Linked DNA regions of Salmo salar: regions 1 and 2 are each linked to region 3. A link is a contact called in public Hi-C data. All regions are on one chromosome and are shown on one strand. The core of a region is the stretch at or near the end of the contact, and the rest is flanking DNA. Distances in the headings are between cores, read along the strand shown.

Region 1 (5,130 bases), core at 803-3,302, 69 kb after region 3:
GTCTCAGAGTCACTTGCTTGGCAACATGGGCAGGATAGACGCTGGCGTTAGTTAGCAGCCGCTTGGCACAGAGTCGGTCATAGACCTGCAGAGAAAGCAAAAACAACACTTCAGCTATCTTTGGCTGTACAGCCCTGTTCCAGCTGCTGGTTCAAAGTACGGTCACTGGCGCACGCCCAGAACAAAAGGCTATGAAAAAAACACTAAAGGAATGAGTCACAGCCACTTCATATGAAGAGAACAAGGAGCACAAGAATGTCTGGAACCAATGGACTTGACTTGGACCTTAGCTCGCAACTTGTCACGATTCTGTTGCAGAATTGTTGGCAGTATTGCTAACATGCATGTTTGATCAACAATAACAAAAATAGCACAAAATAACAGAATGTCTTTGGAACCAATGGAGGTCTTAACTTGGACCAGGATTTGTGTCTTCATTCTGTTGCAGCAGAACACAGAATTACTAAACCTGATCTTTAAACAAAGTCTTAATGCCTTCTTTAGAGAGGATTGCAACAAGAGCAATATGATTCATAAGCCTACTGAAAAATCCGTACAAAGTTCAATACTTAAAAAATTAGAAAGTTTCCACGTCACCCACAAAAAAAACCCGTCTACTTTAATCCATGCTTATGGTTACTACCATACAGTGGTTCATAGGTTGGAGTCCCTCTCCTAAATGTCAATAGGGTCAGTGATGTCATCGTTATTCAAGACAGTAATTGTTGTTTGTTTCTGATGGAGAAAAACTATTTGCTAGCATTCCTCATCCTTGTCATTTAACACTGAATCTGGTGAATGTCCTGTATATCTCCTACTACAAAGTGGGTCATGATGCAGGAGCACAGTACTGTTACCTTCACGGGACGCTTTCTACTGCAATAAACGTGTTCTCTCTGTGTCTCTGTCTCAATACGTGGATGTCGATTATGGCAGCCCCTCTCTGATTCAGAGGGGTTGGGTTAAATGTGGAAGACACATTTCAGTTGAATGCATTCAGTTGTACAACTGACTAGGTATCCCCCCCCCCCCTTTCCTTTTCTCTTCTCTATCACTCTCTCTCTCTCTCGCTGTCTAACTCACACACCTTCTCTCTCCCTCTCTCCCCCTCTCCCTCTCTCACGCAGTCCTGGAGCGTGATGGTAAATCCCCCTGGAGTTATTATTTTCCATAGGGCCTACACCCCACAATACAGCTAATTTCAGATCCAACTGAATGCAATATAAACTAAAGCCTATTAGCAACTCCCTTAACATTTATCGAACACTACAGAATATCTATGTTGTTATTTGTCTTCAGTGTCACGTTCGGCACCACACCGTTTGTGGAAATACCTTGTTCTGAAACTAAATTAATAATTCCACACATATTTCTTAACAACTTTTTAGGCAGGTGGGACCATTCCAGGAATCTCAGTCAGTAGGTGTCTCCCACTGTTCCGTAAAGGCGGGGGTAATAATTGGGATGTACCTTTAGGGAAATCTAAACGGCAGGATAATTACGTACGGCTTATCTACCAGCTTTAGAAGCCTTATTATTAACTGGGATGAATAAAAACAGCTTTAGTGTTCTTGGTGTGATGCCATGACTTCAGAGAGGCAAGGCACACTACGCCTAACTCATTGAAATAACCAACAGTAAAACAACATCTTTACTTGTGTCTTCTACCTCACTGTTACTGTATATAACTTACAGGCATTTCATAAAGTCGAGACATCAAAGAATACAGACGTGACATCAAAAATGTAAGTACTGTTTTTTTACAACCTACTGTTGTTTAATACAGTAACTACCTTTCGACAGAGAGGATCTGCGTGTTTGACCTACTACTGAATAGACGGAGTCACGTACGCCAGATATCTTTCTCACTGATCTGTGGGATATTCTGCAAGTGGGTGGTTAGTTGGCAAGTTGTAGACCTGAGAGTCCACGGACTGTAATTCTACTGATCTGCTGCCAATGGACAGAGGCTCTGTCGGCTTTTGGTTCAGCAGAAAGGGAAAGAACACCTGCATTCACCCAGGGGGCTGAAGAGAGGGGTTAGAGCACAACTAGTGGTAGACTAGGAGTACTACAACACCTTTTCCCAAAACTCCATTCATAGAGTATGCACTTTACACCAGCAGTATACCACCTTGCATCCCAGTGCTGGCTTTCCTCTGAAGCTAAACAGGGTTGGTCCCGGTTGGTTCCTAGATGGGAGACCAGATGCTGCTGGTAAGTGGTGTTGCAGAGCCAGTAGGTGGTTCTCCTTTCCTCAGGTCAAAAAAATAATAATCCCAATGCCCCAGGGCAGTTATTGGGGACAATGCCCTGTGTAGGGTGCTACCTTTCGGATGGGATGTTAAACGGGTGTACTGACTCTCTGTGGTCACTAAAGATCTCATGACGCTTATCGTAAAAGTAGGGATGTTAACCTCTGGTTCTCATGGCAACCTAATCATTCCCAGCTTCCTATTGGCTCATTCCTCTCCCCTGTAACTATTCCCCAGGTCATTGCTGTAAATGAGAATGTGTTCTCAGTTAACTTATCTGGTAAAATAAATAAAAAAAGTATACTGTTGTCAGTCCAGTATGGAGTGCTTTGTCAACACACAACGTGTTCTTACTGACACATTGATAAGCTATGATTAGATTGCATGTTTATCTAAGTTACATCAAAGTACATTTTTACTAATTCAGTAACTGCCCTTAGACTTAACAGATAAACACCAAACTTTAGGTATTTCACACAACCAAGTGTTCATACAAGTTCAATACAACAACCTGCCTTTACATGTGACATGATATTGTAACATAAATCAATCAGGCCACAAAGCAATGTACCAACAACAAAAAAAAACACAAAAAAAGTTATAATATTCAGTGTTCTTTCGAACAGGAAACTCTATCTGACACCCAGCCCTTCCACTTCCTGTTAAAGAGTTAGGGGCTTTAATAGACTCTCCTGCACGCCTGTGTCCCAAATGGCATACCCCATTCCCTGTATAGTGCACTACTTTTGACCAGGAATCATAGGGATCTGGTCAAAAGTAGAGCACTATATATGGAATAGCCATTTGGTAGGTACACACGGTATCAGCCCACCCGCTAACACAATGACGTAAAAGGACCACTAAGAACTGAATGGAGCGCCCATTCAAAACAGTCAGTCGTTCCAAAGTAACGTACAATCCATAATGAATGAATTAATACAATAACTTTTGCTAATTTCCAAATATTGAAACAAAGCAGTTATTTTTCAACCAACTCATTTTGTAATGTTACATGTGAAGATATCAAGGAAAGCCATATGCAACATAATAGCTTGGAAGTCAGGTTAGCCTTATTATCCTGGTCAGACCCCACAGCTCTTTAGTCTCTGGTACCTCTATTATCCTGGTCAGACCCCACAGCTCTTTAGTCTGTAGTACCTCTATTATCCTGGTCAGACCCCACAGCTCTTTAGTCTCTGGTACCTCTATTATCCTGGTCAGACCCCACAGCTCTTTAGTCTGTAGTACCTCTATTATCCTGGTCAGACCCCACAGCTCTTTAGTCTCTGGTACCTCTATTATCCTGGTCAGACCCCACAGCTCTTTAGTCTGTAGTACCTCTATTATCCTGGTCAGACCCCACAGCTCTTTAGTCTCTGGTACCTCTATTATCCTGGTCAGACCCCACAGCTCTTTAGTCTGTAGTACCTCTATTATCCTGGTCAGACCCCACAGCTCTTTAGTCTCTGGTACCTCTATTATCCTGGTCAGACCCCACAGCTCTTTAGTCTCTGGTACCTCTATTATCCTGGTCAGACCCCACAGTTCTTTAGTCTCTGGTACCTCTATTATCCTGGTCAGACCCCACAGCTCTTTAGTCTCTGGTACCTCTATTATCCTGGTCAGACCCCACAGCTCTTTAGTCTGTAGTACCTTTATTATCCTGGTCAGACCCCACAGCTCTTTAGTCTGTAGTACCTCTATTATCCTGGTCAGACCCCACAGTTCTTTAGTCTGTAGTACCTCTATTATCCTGGTCAGACCCCACAGCTCTTTAGTCTCTGGTACCTCTATTATCCTGGTCAGACCCCACAGCTCTTTAGTCTCTGGTACCTCTATTATCCTGGTCAGACCCCACAGCTCTTTAGTCTCTGGTACCTCTATTATCCTGGTCAGACCCCACAGCTCTTTAGTCTGTAGTACCTCTATTATCCTGGTCAGACCCCACAGCTCTTTAGTCTCTGGTACCTCTATTATCCTGGTCAGACCCCACAGTTCTTTAGTCTGTAGTACCTCTATTATCCTGGTCAGACCCCACAGCTCTTTAGTCTGTAGTACCTCTATTATCCTGGTCAGACCCCACAGCTCTTTAGTCTCTGGTACCTCTATTATCCTGGTCAGACCCCACAGCTCTTTAGTCTCTGGTACCTCTATTATCCTGGTCAGACCCCACAGCTCTTTAGTCTCTGGTACCTCTATTATCCTGGTCAGACCCCACAGCTCTTTAGTCTGTAGTACCTCTATTATCCTGGTCAGATCCCACAGCTCTTTAGTCTGTAGTACCTCTATTATCCTGGTCAGACCCCACAGCTCTTTAGTCTCTGGTACCTCTATTATCCTGGTCAGACCCCACAGCTCTTTAGTCTGTAGTACCTCTATTATCCTGGTCAGACCCCACAGTTCTTTAGTCTGTAGTACCTCTATTATCCTGGTCAGACCCCACAGCTCTTTAGTCTCTGGTACCTCTATTATCCTGGTCAGACCCCACAGCTCTTTAGTCTCTGGTACCTCTATTATCCTGGTCAGACCCCACAGCTCTTTAGTCTCTGGTACCTCTATTATCCTGGTCAGACCCCACAGCTCTTTAGTCTGTAGTACCTCTATTATCCTGGTCAGACCCCACAGCTCTTTAGTCTCTGGTACCTCTATTATCCTGGTCAGACCCCACAGTTCTTTAGTCTGTAGTACCTCTATTATCCTGGTCAGACCCCACAGCTCTTTAGTCTGTAGTACCTCTATTATCCTGGTCAGACCCCACAGCTCTTTAGTCTCTGGTACCTCTATTATCCTGGTCAGACCCCACAGCTCTTTAGTCTCTGGTACCTCTATTATCCTGGTCAGACCCCACAGCTCTTTAGTCTCTGGTACCTCTATT
Region 2 (4,822 bases), core at 877-3,376, 100 kb after region 3:
GTCTGATTATTTCTGGCTTGGTACTCTGCTGACATAATCTAATGTTTTGCTTTCGTTGTAAAGCCTTTTTGAAATCGGACAGTGTGGTTAGATTAACGAGAGTCTTGTCTTTAAATGGCTGTAAAATTGTCATATGTTTGAGAAATTGAAGTAATAGGATTTTTAAGGTTTTGAAAATCGCGCCACAGGCTGGCAGTGGCTGTTACGTAGCGTCCCACCTAGCCCATAGAGGCTAGCTTCTGTTGTGGAATTCAGATGAGGTAAATAATACTTTCTTTTTTAAATTGGTGAGGCGGGTTGCAGGAGAGTGCTTTGAGGTTGAGTTTTTAGAATAAAAAAAAATATATATAAAAAGATAAGTGAAGAAAAAATATGTAAATATATATATACACGGGACACGACAAGAGGAGGGTAGAGGACGTCTGAACTGCTACGCCATCTTGGAAAAAAAAATATAAGTCGATATAGGACTCGTTTTACTGTGGATATAGATACTTTTCTACCTGTTTCCTCCAGCATCTTCACAAGGTCCTTTGCTGTTGTTCTGGGATTGATTTGCACTTTTCGCACCAAAGTACGTTCATCTCTAGGAGACAGAACGCGTCTCCTTCCTGAGCGGTATGACGGCTGCTTGGTCCCATGGTGTTTATACATGCGTACTATTGTTTATACAGATGAATGTGGTACCTTCAGGCGTTTGGAAATTGATCCCATGAACCAGACTTGTCTACAATTTTTTTTATGAGGTCTTGGCTGATTTCTTTTGATTTTCCCATGATGTCAAGCAAAGAGGCACTGAGTTTGAAGGTTGGCCTTGAAATACATCCACAGGTACACCTCCAATTGACTGAAATTATGTCAATTAGCCTATCAGAAGCTTCTAAAGCCATGACATCATTTTGTGGAATTTTCCGAGCTGTTTAAAGGCACAGTCAAATTAGTGTATGTAAACTTCTGACCCACTGGAATTGTGATACAGTGAATTATAAGTGAAATAATGTCTGTAAACAATTGTTGGAAAAATTACTTGTGTCATGCACAAAGTAGATGTCCTAACCGACTTACCAAAACTATAGTTTGTTAACAAGAAATTTGTGGAGTGGTTGAAAAATGAGTTTTAATAACTCCAACCTAAGTGTATGTAAACTTCCAACTTCAACTGTATATATACACACACAACACAATGTCCTCGCAGCAGATGTGTCCCCTCATTCAGAAACGGTTACACACGTAACCTGCTGTACTGGAGCTGAAACCAGATTTCTCATGCATGCTACACATTGTGACACTCTCAACAAAATTAGATTGCTGTTAAATATGTCTTACAGTACAGAAAGTCACCTCTTCTCACTGTAAAAGCATGTTTTGTTTGTCCAGCACACACCACAAGAGCTCCCAAATTATACCCTGGAACAGGTTTTAGAATTTGCATAACCTATATAGTCTGAGGTCCTCTACACTACTGTGTATCTGTCTCGATTTAATAGCTAATCCAATGGCTCATATCCTCTACACAGTGGATCTGTCTTGATTTGATAGCTTCTCCAATGGATCGCGTAGTGCACAATTATCCTCTCTATTTGTGTGTTGAGTGTGGAAAATGTATAAAAACTTTAATCTGCCAACTTCTCCGTCTATATTTCAGAACGCAAAACACTGAATACAGGTCATCGTTACAACAAGTGTTCTTTCATAAAGAAAGAGATTAAATGATACACATTATAGAATTATATTCATGATGTTAGTTATAGTACATTGGGATGATTCAGCAGTGTTCCAAATATATTCTGGTTCTTATTGCGTCCTATTACCATAATGAATGTCTGAAAGAATGAACTGAGCTGCTTGGTATTGGTTTGGAAAATAACATTACTTTTCACACGTAGCCTTATCTGGGCACGAGCAATCTGAAAAAAACGTTCTACAAGACTTTTAGTAGTTGGCCCACAAACCGTTTCTGACTGTCTGAGTGCACGTGTGTGTGCCTGTGTGTTTGTGAGCGCAATAGTTTAGGACACAATGTTCCAGACATTGAAAGTAGGTCAAATAGTTGAGACAAGAGAGAAGAGAGAGAGAGAGGAGAGAGAACTGAAGGGTTATACCGGCCCCTACTGGATATATAGGATACTGCAACAACATATGGCTCTGTAGTACTCTACCAGAAAACCGAAGGGATATACTGCCCCCTACTGGATATATAGGGTACTTCAGTAAAAGGTGGGCCTGCAGTACTCTGCCATTTAGTCATCTGTCTAATACTGACAGTCTATGGTTATGGCTGGGACACGCAGGTCAATAAATGTACAAACACACACTAAACATACATTATATAGCTCTTTCTCTGAAGGATAACGGAACATGTGACTAATACAGCACATAAGATTATTTTGTCTTTCATGCCTTGATGATTTCTTGTTGTTTATAACCATCTTTAACTTAGAAAGACACACACTACCTACCTGTGTATTAGTTGCCTTTCCTGGACCTGTAAGCACTAGGATTATTAAAAAAATACAATTGTTGAGAAACATATTCCAACACACCCTCCTTTTCCAATCAATAAATTCCCCTTTTTCCTCTCAAATGTAACACTATTTTAAGTATTTTTTAGTAAGTAGCTTTGGCTTGTGTGAGCCAGAACAGCTCATAGGATCAGTGGCCCTATCACCTGTTTCTGTAGCCAGAGGTAGCTTGATGTACAAGTACATCCCCTGTCTATCGCAGGGCATTGCCCCTAATCCATCTCCTTAATGATGAATAACAAGTAGACACACATCGGGTCACATTTCGACAGTCTTTGGAATGACTCGGCTAGGGATCGAACTCCCAACCTTCCAATCTCAGGGCAGACACTCTAACCACAGAATTGGTATTTCAAGACAGCTAGTAACAGCGCTGTAGAACTAGTCTACAGAACAGACACCTGTTTTATCAGACTAAGTCAGGAATGAACAAGTATTAGGAATGAATTATTTTCTCCATTGCCACATGATGGCGATCTAGAACAACAATTCTGAATCTGAACATGTCCAGCAGAACTGGCTGTAAACATTACAAAAGTGAGTCATTCAACTGATCTGGAGAGAAAGTCAAAATGGGTCTATCTGTGTAAAAAAAAATATATATATATATATTTAAATGGTAAATTGGAATTCTATTTTGTCATTTGTTTGACATTTGTTGAGTGTTATTCACTTCTGTCTCTGACTGTAAATATTTTTCCTCTGCTTTCAAGGAGAGCGGCTATGTGTGTGACTCCCTAATGGCACCCTATTCCCTACATGTTGCACTACCATAGGACTCTGGTTAAAGTAGTGCACTACATAGGGAATAGGGTGCCATTTGGGACACAATCAATATACATGATGCAGTGGTTAGGCATTCGATGGAAGGAAAAACACTTTCTCCCTCTTCTTTGCTTTAATGCCATGGTCACGGCTAAGGGGGATACTTTGTTTGGAGTGGCTATTCTAAATTTGATCCATATGACAGGACTGACTAAAGATGCTATGTGTTCTCTATAACAGGACTGACTAAAGATGCTATGTGTTCTCTATAACAGGACTGACTAAAGATGCTATGTGCTCTCTATAACAGGACTGATTGAAGATGCTATTTGTTCTCTATAACAGGACTGACTAAAGATGCTATGTGTTGTCTATAACAGGACTGACTAAAGATGCTATGTGCTCTCTATGACAGGACTGACTAAAGATGCTATGTGTTCTCTATAACAGGACTGACTAAAGATGCTATGTGTTGTCTATAACAGGACTGACTAAAGATGCTATGTGTTCTCTATAACAGGACTGACTAACGATGCTATGTGTTCTCTATAACAGGACTGACTGAAGTAGCTATGTGTGCACCGCACAGCTAAAGGTTGGTCATTTTGATGTGTTTCGTAGAAGCTGTTTGTATTCGTATTTGTATTTATTATGGTTCCCCGTTAGTTCCTTTTGTTCCTGCCAAGGCAGCAGCTACTCTTTCTGGGGCCCAGCAAAATTAATTCAGTTATACATTTTAAAAACATGACAATATATTCATAACATATTTCACAACATATTTAGTGTGTGCCCTCAGGCCTCTACTCTACTACCACATATCTATAACACAAAATCCATGAGTACATGTGTGTATAGTGTGTATGTTATCGTGTGTGTGTATGCATGTGTCTATGTTTGTGTTGCTTCACAGTCACTGCTGTTCCGTAAGGTGTATTTCTATCACATTTTTTCAACCTCATTTTACTACTGGCATGAGTTACTTTATGTGGAATAGAGTTCCATGTAGTCACGGCTCTATGCAGTACTGTGTGCATCCCATTGTCTGTTCTGGACTTGGGAACTATGAAGACACCTCTTTTGGCATGTCTTGTGGGGTATGCATGGGTGTCTGAGCTGTGTGCCAGTAGTTCAAACAGACAGCTCAGAGCATTCAACATGTCAATACCTCACACAAATACAAGTAGTGATGATGTCCATCTCTCCTCCATTTTGAGTCAGGAGAGATTGACATGCATAATGTTATCTCTCTGTGTACATCCAAGGGCCACATTATTTCCACATCATTCATTGCAAGATTTAGTTGAGGTTTAGGGTTAACTTCTTTGGGCTCAAATCCCGTTAACGGGATCGATTTGACAACATCCGGTGAAATGGCAGAGCGCCAAATTAAAAAATATATATAAAAAATACACTGCTCAAAAAAATAAAGGGAACACTTAAACAACACATCCTAGATCTGAATGAAAGAAATAATCTTATTAAATACTTTTTTCTTTACATAGTTGAATGTGCTGACAACAAAATCACACATAAAT
Region 3 (4,724 bases), core at 1,362-3,861:
GAGGACTCAGGTTAATATGGCCGAGGAGAATTAAACCACTAGGAGGACTCAGGTTAATATGGCCGAGGAGAATTAAACCACTAGGAGGACTCAGGTTAATATGGCTGAGGAGAATTAAACCACTAGGAGGACTCAGGTTAATATGGCCGAGGAGAATTTAACCACTAGGAGGACTCAGGTTAATATGGCCGAGGAGAATTAAACCACTAGGAGGACTCAGGTTAATATGGCTGAGGAGAATTAAACCACTAGGAGGACTCAGGTTAATATGGCCGAGGAGAATTTAACCACTAGGAGGACTCAGGTTAATATGGCCGAGGAGAATTAAACCACTAGGAGGACTCAGGTTAATATAATATGGCCAAATGTTGTTCAAATACCAGTACTTTGTTTATATTGTCATGGTGAGCAGTGCTTCTCTCTCTCTCTCTCTCTCTCTGTCTGTCTCTATATCTTTCTCCATGTCCCTCTCTCTCCCTCTCTCTCTCTGTCTCTCTCTCTATATATATTTATCCATGTCCCTCTCTCTCCCTCTCTCTCTCTCTCTCTCTGTCTCTCTTTCCATATTTCTCCATGTCCCTCTCTCTCTGTCTCTCTCTCTCTCCATATTTCTCCATGTCCTTCTCTCTCCCTCTCTCTCTCTCTGTCTCTCTCTCCCTCTCTATCTTTCTCCATGTCCCTCTCTCTCCCTCTCTCTCTGTCTCTCCATCTCTCTCCCTCCTGTTTAGATAGGAAACAGTACAATACACTTTTAAAAATACCAGTACTAAGCCATGACCACTGTGACTAACCCCCAGAGAGTTTCCAACCAGAGACAATAGATGTAATACTCTTCCCAACCTGCACCTTATTCCCTACACACTACCCTATGGGCCCCTGGTCAAAAGTAGTACACTACCCTATGGGCCCCTGGTCAAAAGTAGTGCACTACCCTATGGGCCCCTGGTCAAAAGTAGTGCACTACCCTATGGGGCCCCTGGTCAAAAGTAGTGCACTACCCTATGGGCCCCTGGTCAAAAGTAGTGCACTACCCTATGGGGCCCCTGGTCAAAAGTAGTGCACTACCCTATGGGCCCCTGGTCAAAAGTAGTGCACTACCCTATGGGCCTCTGGTCAAAAGTAGTGCACTACCCTATGGGCCCCTGGTCAAAAGTAGTGCACTACCCTATGGGCCTCTGGTCAAAAGTAGTGCACTACCCGATGGGCCCCAGGTCAAAAGCAGTGCACTACCCTATGGGCCCCTGGTCAAAAGTAGTGCACTACCCTATGGGCCTTAGGTCAAATGTAGTGCACTAAATGGGGAATAGGGTGCCATTTGGGATGCATCCTAGCCCTTCTTACAGCCAAGCCTGGTAGCTCCACAGCACAGTGTGAAATCACAAGTGACAGGTACTATGAATACTAATATGTTCAACAAGGCTCTGTGAGATCTGATTGGTGTAGACCAAACTGGAGTCTCGCCTAGCTAATTGGATCCGATGGGTTACAGAATAATTCATTCCTTCCTCACAAAATGGAGTACAGTACAACTTACTTTTCTTATATGAGCTAAAATAGTGACACAAAGGGGTGTTAGAGGTGTTAAAGTTATAACTGTGTTGCTATATAGTGACTGCACATAGCAACAAGGCAGCTATGATGGTGCATGTAACTAGGTAGGTCTATCTATGGATGACAGTATTGACCCCTATAAGATGTCCTTATGCTTAAACTCTTGCCTGATAGTGAGAGCCTATTAGGACAACAAAACCACATTTTATATTACAAATTAAATATAATATTATTTAAATTCCATGCATGAAAATCCTCCAAGGATATGACGCCTGTAAATATTATTTCTGAAGTGAAATTTCATCTCTCGCCAGCTGGTGGAAGCAGAGCTCTAGAGGAGAGGAAGGAAATAACCAGAGCCTTGCAGTGGGTGGAAAAGTACCCTGGAGGTCACCAGAAAGGGCTTCCCCAAAACTTCTGTTTGCAACATGCTGCAATGTCTTCTACTATTGCACCTGCAGATAACACCGACTCAAAACAATAAACATTATGTAGACATCCTGTTATAAACCAATAATACATGCATTATTAATGCATTCAATATATCCAGATTCTAGTTTGGCTCTATAGGCCATCTGTTTCATAATGTCGCTTTACTGTTGCACGTGATCCCTGACAAATTAATCATTTAATGAAAAAGAGCAATATAATAGATGTACTAGGCCGATAATAATTATACACAATTCCGTTGTAGCATTTCCTTAAAAAGATTATCAGCTGATGAGAATCAACAACGAAAAAACCAAACAGTAATTCCTAGTCTGCATACGACATGTCACGCAACCAAAACCCTTTCACTCCCCCAAAAACTGCGTGTGGAAAAACACACAAGCACACACTTTTTTTGGTGCATTTTTTGTTGTTGTTGCCTGTTTGCTTTAAAGTGTAAATGAAGTCGGTGTCCGGGTCAACTGAGTGCTCATTGTGTTTGTGGGAGTTCAGAAAGGGGGCAGAGGGAGAATCATGCCATAAGGCGGATTTGCATAAATGATTCTCCGCGTCAGATGACGTCAGGACACCGTTCGGTTATAAGCGCCGCCGGTAGCAGAAATAGACCCATTCGCTGAAACATAACGTGGCTCACATCACTGGCATTAACCTACCGCACTACACTCAACTCACTTCACAACAGAAGCAACCGAGTCGAGTCAGTCGAGTGATTAAGCTGAATACAGTAACCTAGAATTGTATCTAGAATAGGTAGATTTATCTACTCAACCAATCGCAAACGTGGCGAGAAGCATTATCCAAACGAGTCTGCTGCTAAATTTGACTACGGAGATCTTCAAAACGCCAATGGAGGTTGCTGTCTATCAGTTGCATAACTTCAGCATCTCCTTCTTCTCCTCGTTAGTAGGAGGAGATGTGGTGTCTGTAAAACTTGACAACAGGTAAATAGAAAAACCGCTCTGGATTGTGTGTGTTATTGATGCGTAATTTGTGCGTTATATATTTCATTCAAATATTTCATCTAAATTGTTATAATTCGACATTTCTTTCTTTACAAATAGATTGAGCAAAGTAAGGTTATGCTGGTATTCGTTATGATATAATTGGAAATACCGTATTATAAATGTCTAATTCTGTGCAGACTTTGAGTAATGCAATTTGACTCCAATCCGCCGCGTGTGGGTGCACTATGGGTGCATTTTCAAACGCATAAAAGTGGAGTATCTTGAAGCAATGTCGATACAAAGTAATCAATTTCATGTCATAGTTTGCAGTGCGCAACAATGTATCTAGCTAGGTTGCAAAAAAAAAAAAAAAAAAACCTGAATTGTAGGACAGTGGTAGGCAGGCATACTGGTTTTTCATACACATGCCCAATCTCAAATAGGTTAAGACTTGTACCAAGTTTCATTCAAAGACACAAAAAAGCCTAAACGCAAATTAAATAAACATTTGTGACGATGATGGCATTACGTGGCAATTGCATCTCAAAAGACTGAAAATAAGTTATCCTGGTGCCATAAAGGCAGTCTGGTGTCAGCATCTATATGAGAGAGCATCTGTACTTACTAGGCTATCTGTTTGTTCCTTTTGATCCAATGCTCTGGCTTGATATGTTGACTTATGGCTTCTCTTCTTCTCTCCTCCACAGTGCCTCGGGTGCTAGCGTTGTTGCCATTGACAACAAGATAGAACAGGCAATGGTATGTATCAGCAGCAGGATTATACACTTTATTATTCATAACATCACTCATTAGTAGCCCAGAAAACTATGGGCTATTCCATATCCCACCACATTCATGCACTTTGCCCATAGTCATCATTTTCTGTATGTTGATAATCATAGTAGACTAGGCTTCAGTCAAGTACTAGTAAACGGTAGTACTGTAGAAGCATGGTAGTCTGTATGTGCCTGCAGCTTTGGGTGGCTACAGTACTGCACACTCAATACATGTGATGTGGCATGGGACTATGTTCTTTCTGCTGCATTCTGAGTCAGACAGGGAGGAAGCTATAGATGTGCACAATAGCAGTCAGACTATTACCTATTTAGTTTACAGATCAACTTTTAAACCTTAATCCTGGCCATATGGGTACAAGTCTCTGTAACCACATGGCCTGTTACTACAAGTGTTTGTAAGGCACGGTAGGTTAAGCTTAAACTATGAATCACCTTACATGGAGAGATTTGTGGTCGGATTGTATGAGTTGCCCAGAACGCTTTCTCTCTCTCTCTCTCTCTCTCTCTCTCTCTCTCTCTCTCTCTCTCTCTCTCTCTCTCTCTCTCTCTCTCTCTCTCTCTCTCTCAAACAGACGTCTCTAACAGTAGATCTCATTCCTTCTCTCCTATCTTAGGATCTGGTGAAGAACCACTTGATGTATGCAGTCAGGGAGGAGGTAGAGATCCTCAAGGAGCAGATCAGAGAGCTGGCTGAGAAGAACAACCAGCTAGAACGTGAGAACAGCCTTCTGAAGAACCTGGCCAGTCCAGAACAGATGGAGAGCTTCCGGGAACGGGTTCCATCTGACTCAGACGCTCTGGTCCCCCTGCAGCTGGACAACCAGTACCAGCAGCAGGCCCAGCAGTACCAGCAACAGGCCCAGATGGGACTCCATAACCCTGACCAGTCCTGTCCCTTCAGTGCTGGCTCTGCTGTATAGGTGGCCCTGCCTTTGACCTCCCATTCTAAACTGATCGTCGCTGCCAACTTCAATGAAGCTGT

Evidence for each region. Hi-C and Micro-C count contacts between places; a contact is called where the count stands out from the background.
Region 1: a Hi-C map of muscle shows a contact between it and region 3, with 9 times the contacts expected there. The contact joins two enhancer-like sites. A contact is called at or near these places in 2 of 3 Hi-C or Micro-C datasets (gill and muscle).
Region 2: a Hi-C map of muscle shows a contact between it and region 3, with 15 times the contacts expected there. The contact joins two enhancer-like sites. A contact is called at or near these places in 2 of 3 Hi-C or Micro-C datasets (gill and muscle).

The regions. Positions count from the first base shown.
Region 1 is chrssa05:7,374,458-7,379,587 of Ssal_v3.1, reverse strand. No RefSeq gene overlaps it. Among protein-coding and RNA genes, the nearest start is that of LOC106604170, 130 kb to the left of the region's middle. Within about 2 kb of position 2,052, at least 7 of the 13 cell types and tissues checked have an H3K27ac peak or open chromatin away from gene starts, as enhancers often do. A contact at or near this core is called in gill and muscle, where this site is marked.
Region 2 is chrssa05:7,340,740-7,345,561 of Ssal_v3.1, reverse strand. No RefSeq gene overlaps it. Among protein-coding and RNA genes, the nearest start is that of LOC106604170, 160 kb to the left of the region's middle. Within about 2 kb of position 2,126, at least 5 of the 13 cell types and tissues checked have an H3K27ac peak or open chromatin away from gene starts, as enhancers often do. A contact at or near this core is called in gill and muscle, where this site is marked.
Region 3 is chrssa05:7,444,473-7,449,196 of Ssal_v3.1, reverse strand. It overlaps LOC106604170, which reads left to right. Exons shown (of 3, transcript XM_014198590.2): 2 at 3,653-3,704; 3 at 4,357-4,724. The coding sequence ends at 4,662. Among protein-coding and RNA genes, the nearest start is that of LOC106604170, 57 kb to the left of the region's middle. Within about 2 kb of position 2,611, at least 12 of the 13 cell types and tissues checked have an H3K27ac peak or open chromatin away from gene starts, as enhancers often do. A contact at or near this core is called in gill and muscle, where this site is marked.